Linked DNA regions of Mus musculus: region 1 is linked to region 2. A link is a contact called in public HiChIP or PLAC-seq data. All regions are on one chromosome and are shown on one strand. Each heading gives the region's core, a stretch centred on a gene start, on an enhancer-like site or on the middle of the called end of the contact. The rest is flanking DNA. Distances are from core to core; before and after follow the strand shown.

Region 1 (2,745 bases), core at 101-2,600, 270 kb before region 2:
ATGCAAGTGAAGGACTTGGTGAGCAAGACTGGAGGACATGTTGTGGGTGTGATTTGAGCTGTTTGAGGGCATCTATGCACATGCCTAGAACACCTGTGTGGGTCTAGTGTTTGGAGTGTATCTACGCATATGAGTATCTAGAAGATCTGTGTGTGTGTGGTGAGAGGGTGTAGCTATGCATGTGAGTGCCTGTGTAGGTGTTCAGTCTGTGTTGGCGTCAACACATGTAAGTGTCTAACCAAATTCACACATGTGTAGACTGCATGTATATGCATGATGGAGCAAACTGTACGTTAGGTCTGTCAGAGAGTGTCATATTGCTATAAAAAGGCAGTATAAAGAGTGTTGGTGTTGAGGTGGGGGTTGGTGTGAGTTTCTGCCATATATAGCTGTCTCTTGGCGGAGTCCACGCAGGGAAGATTCTGCACACATTTACATGGAGTTGGTTCCTACACAGCATCTGGAAGCATGTGCCCTTTAAAGGGTAAAGGAGTTAGGAGGGCACCAGAGGGGAGCCTGAAGTCTGTTCCCCTGTGGGAGCGAATATCAGCTGGTATCTGTCCAAATGGGTTAGTCTCTTTGTGACTCCAAACTTTGAAATGTCTGTGAGTAAGGGTATATTTTGGCTGAGGGGCTAGGAAGTTGAGAGGAGGTGGGTAGAAGAAGCTCACTCTCTGAGGGGCTGGAAGGTCTTGGGGTGGGTGTCTGCATGGCCTCTGTGTGGGACCCCACACAGAGATATTAGATGTTGAGGTTCTTAGGGGAGGGTGTGGTCTCTTTGGATACACTGGGAAACTTAGTTGGTAGATATCCGTGTTAATTAAAGGCTCTCTGTGCTGGTGAGAACATGGTCTTTATGGGTAGATCTGGGCATCTCTGGGCTGCCCTAAAATGTCCTGTCAGGTTTCTAAGCCTGAGGTGGCTTCCAGGTAGAAGGGTATGGGAGGAATCTCAGGTCCAAGAGCCGAAGCAACCTCCCTAGCTGTTCCTCTTACCGTCGCCCTTGCCCGATCCTTTAGTCTTTTTCTTCTTCTTTTTCTTCTTCACCTTCCGTTTGGCCAGCTCGGAGGCGGTGCCCACGATGGGAGGCAGCTTGGACCCCGGGGAGCCCTCAGCTCCGCCTTCCCGCGCCTCCTCCTCCTCCTCTTCCTCGCCCTCCTCACCATACTCCGCCGCACCGGTCCCACCACGGCCGGCCATCCGCCCGCGGGTCCCCGACCTGCGTGCCCGGAAACAGCAGAGGACCCGCACCTGGCGGGCTCCAGGCGCTCACTGCTTGCTCAGACCACGCGTCTCCATGGCGACCGCTCCACGCCACGCGCACAACTAGGAAGTTGCCGCAAGGGGCACCATAAGGCTCTAGATGTACGCATGCGTGTTTTGATCTGTTTGAGTCCAGGTGAGTTGAAGCGCACAGGACAAGGCAGGAGATAAAGATTATTAATGCTTAGCTGACAGTGACAAATCCCATCCACTAATGCGTGATCAAAATATTTACCATTTTTATTTTTTGAGACAAGGTCTCATGTAGTTCGAACTGGCTGGTCTTGAATTCCTCATCCATTTGTACACTCTCCCAAGGGCTGGGATTACAGGCATGAGCTATTGATGTCTGGCTGTCTCCACACCCTGCACCTCGCGCCCCATCACCCACTCACCACTTAAGTTGCCTAGGATGGTCTGGAGCTCATTGTAACCCAGGCAGACCTTGAACTCACGATTTTCCTGCTTCAGCCTCCCCAGTAACTAGGATTATATGTATGAGCCGCCAGGCCTGACTCCACACGAAAATTGTTTTCTTAAAATTTTTTAAAAAAAATATTTATTAATATTTATTTTGTATATGTTTCTCTTGATTGTATATATGTGCACCCCCTGTTGATCTAACTGTATGCCTTTGTGTTGCAATCTACTTGAGCCCTGGTGTGGGCCAGGATGCACAGGTCAAGGCTAAGTAGAAGTTGTGGGTCCTTGGGCCGGCACTGACCTATCTTTTCCACACCTGTGCTGGCTCGGAAGTGAGAAGAGCACCAGATCCTTTGGATCGTGAGTTACGGATGGCTGTGAGCTGTGGTGTGAGGAACCCAAACTGGGTCCTCTGCAAGAGCAGCAAGTGCCTTGAGCTGCTGAGTCACCTCTGAGCACTCTACCTCTACCCCCATGACAGTTCATCAAGACCGTGCTCATGAGCTGGGGATACAGCTCAGTGGCAGGGCACTTAGCATGTAGGAGACTAAAATGTGTCACTCAGCCAGCACCACAGATTTAAAAAGACCAAACCTAAGCCGGGCGTGGTGGCGCATGCCTTTGATCCCAGCACTTGGGAGGCAGAGGCCAGGTGGATTTCTAAGTTCGAGGACAGCCTGGTCTACAAAGTGAGTTCCAGGACAGCCAGGGCTATATACAGAGAAACCCTATCTCGAAAAACCAAAAAAAGAAAGAAAGACTAAACCTGTGTGATCTGTTGCTTGCTTTTTTTTTCCCCCCTTCAGGTTTATGCACCACCGGTCATATTTTCCAAATATGGCTGCAAAGAGACAGGAGTGTAGTTTAGGTGGCAGAGTGCTTGCCTAATATATATAGATCGAGCACTGGGTTTGAACCCAGCACCCCATGAACTGGGCATGGTGGCACATGTCTGTCGGTAATCCCAATACTTGGGAGGTGAAGACAGAAGGACCAGGAGTTCAAGGTCATCCTTGGCTACAAATTGATTTTGAGAACAGTCAGGTTACAGTGGTTTGT
Region 2 (2,768 bases), core at 19-2,518:
CCCGAACTTGGGTTGTCAACCCAAAGTGCTACTAAACATTATTTGAATTAACCATTTCTCAGCAGGTCTTTCCATACTTCATAATGACGAGTGTGAATAGTACAGTCGTCAATTTTACAAACGGGTAAACTGAGGCACTGACTCTGCAAAGGGAAATTCGTACTAAGGAATCCTGGCAAGCCTGGTCTCCTGTATTCTAGCCATCAGAACTCCGTGCCTATGAAGGATGGGGACAGAAGGGGGAAAAAAAAAACCCGCAGCAACTTTAGGATATCCTGGGTAAGAACAAACGGGGTAGGAGTGAGGTTCTGCACCTCCCCGGAAGAAGGCGAGGCTAAAAAGCCCCCCAAACTCTCAACTCCAAGGTGTGTCGGCCCAAAGGAAGAAATCCAATCGCAGCATCTCAGCTCGCCTCCACCCAAGGAGGGAGGCTCTGCAGTGATTTCCAAACACTCCACCCTCACCAGAAGACTCCTCTCCACCGCCGGCCCCGAGAAGCCGTCCGTTCCAGAGGCTTCTCCTTTGTGAGGCTCCACGGCCGCCGCCCCACACTGGGCCTCAGGGGAAAAGCCACCGCCCCCACCCGCCATATTTCCCCGAAAGGCGCCTAGCGCTACAGCTCCTCGATGCCGCCCTCTCCCGAGCGACCGGTACCGTTCCTCACATCGCCCCACCCAAGTGTCCTCCTCCACACCCCGCCGCGGTTCCCGAGGGCTCCCGTGGGGATCGCACGCCGGGAGCCGGCACCCGCCATCTCCTCCCCCCTCCCCCGCCCGGGGACTCGCCCTCCCCCTCCAGCCGCCATTTTACAACCAACTCCTCCACCCTCCGCCCCGGCCTGCTGGCGGGCGAGCGCCTGCAAGCTAAGGACACCGGAGGGGTCAAATCCCTAGGCCCGGGGACTCCCACCGCGCCGGGAGCCCGCAGGCCTCGGCCTGCTTCCCGACCCACGTCCCAAGCCGGGCTCCGAGACGGCTCCGCCATTTTGTCTCCGGTTCCCGGCCTCTGTGGGCGGCGGCGGAGGGTCCGAGACTTCCAGCCCCCCGACACCCCCCCGACTCACCGTCGTATCGCTCGGCCTGCTCTGCCAGCTTCGCCTGGTACACCAGATCCTCCCGATCATCCATTGCGGCAGCGGCTCCGGCAGGGTCTGCGCGACGGATGGAAGCGGATAGCGTCTCCGACTCTCTCAGCTTCTCGCTCCGCGTCCGAGCAGGAAAAATGGCGGCGCCTCAATCCGGGACTTCCGCCTGCGCACGCGGACAACTGCTCAGCTCTATGGCAACCGCTCCCTGGCAACTGGCGCGGGGGGGGGGGGGGGCGGATCCCGGAGTTCGGCGCCAGAAAAGGCTGGAACCAGCGCGACAGACGCCCCTCCTCCGTCGGCACAGCGGGCGGCCCTGTGGCGAGGCGGGAACTGCGACTGCGACGGAGAACGGCCCCTGGAGCGGCTGGAGGCGAGGTCGGCCTAGACTGCGGGAGGGGAGTTAGCCAGAAGCCCGTGCGGGGCGACCGCGGGCTGGCCTGTGGGGGACAGAGCGACAGGCTTGATGGGTTCTTGCTACGGCAGGCCTTCCTCGTTGAAGATCAACCGGCCCTGTGCATTCTAGCACATTTTTCTCATCCAATTTAAAGAATTGACAAGGACAAGAAGGGAAAGCTCGAGTTTTCACGCATCATCATCTCCCTTGCTTCCATACTTTAAGCATTTTCTTCTCCCCTCCAGCCATATTTTATCTCTTTGGCCTATCGTAGATAGGACTTTTGTTTAAAATCTCTGGTTTTGCTTCAAGCATAGGTGAGTGTGTTTAATTCCAACACTAGTGAGGTAGAGGCGCAAGGATCGAGTTTGGATCAAGTCCCATCTACAAAGCAAATTCCAGGTCAGCCAGGGCTACATTGTGAAACCCCCATCTCAAAAAAAAAAAAAAGGAAAGAAAGAAAAAAGAAAAAGTGGTCAATCTCAGCTAGTTAAGGGAAACCCTCACTCGAGGGAAAAAGGAGACATAGTGGCTTGCCTCACTTGGAGTGCAAGGTGCACCTGAGGTGTGTAAGGGCAAATTGACATTGATGAGTTAGAAATAAATAATCCTCCATGGGGATTGCTTCACTTGCAATGGCCACGCCTAGTCTGCTTCCTTATGGATTTTCAACATCTTATACTCAATATCAGCTTGCTGCTGAGCCATGCAGAAAAAGGGCCTCAAAATGAGTGTGAAATCAAAAGGTTGGGATCAAGGCCTGAGGTCACACGCCCAGAGGTTTGCATCTTAGTCTGTGAACGGACAGGAATTGTTTTGTCCAAACGCTGGAGACTGACCCCCACAGCTTCCACCGTGTGTTTTGCCACTGAGTTATAGTCCTATCTGGGCAAGCTGTTTTGATGATTCTGAGTGGAAGGTGACATCGTCATAATTGTACTTAAGAAAAGTATTCCGTACTTACTGAAGCGGTGGTTCACGCCTGTAATTCCAGCACTGTGGAAGCAGAGACAAGGATTGCCACAAGTTCCAGGCCATCCTGGACTAAAAATACCCTACCTCGAAACACAAACACAAAAAGAAAGGAGCTGGTGGTGAGAGTTTTGGTTTCTTCAAAAACCCAGCTATGGTCTGTGAATGTGTTTGCGTTTTAATCCCAGGCGTGGGATAAGAGGCGGCTTCGAAGCAGGTGACTAGGATTTACCTTGTGCACTAGCAGGGCTGTGGTCTTGCCAGCTGCGGATAGTTTATGTTTGGATTTCTGGAGACTCTGGAGAGGAGATAAAT

What was found. HiChIP or PLAC-seq counts read pairs in DNA pulled down with a chosen protein or histone mark.
Region 1: an H3K27ac HiChIP or PLAC-seq map of microglia shows a contact between it and region 2, with 7 times the contacts expected there. The contact joins the promoter of 1700016K19Rik here to the promoter of Ywhae in region 2. A contact is called at or near these places in 4 of 39 promoter capture datasets (hippocampal neurons, liver, pre-B cells and 1 more), 1 of 484 Hi-C or Micro-C datasets (bone marrow-derived macrophages), 7 of 115 datasets of contacts at active chromatin or transcription factors (bone marrow-derived macrophages, embryonic forebrain, embryonic stem cells and 3 more) and 2 of 9 other capture datasets (adipose tissue and liver).

Annotation. Positions count from the first base shown.
Region 1 is chr11:75,998,517-76,001,261 of GRCm38.p6, reverse strand. It overlaps 1700016K19Rik (RIKEN cDNA 1700016K19 gene), which reads right to left and starts at 1,350. Exons shown (of 2, transcript NM_198637.2): 1 at 996-1,350. The coding sequence starts at 1,200.
Region 2 is chr11:75,731,387-75,734,154 of GRCm38.p6, reverse strand. It overlaps Ywhae (tyrosine 3-monooxygenase/tryptophan 5-monooxygenase activation protein, epsilon polypeptide), which reads right to left and starts at 1,268. Exons shown (of 6, transcript NM_009536.4): 1 at 1,064-1,268. The coding sequence starts at 1,127.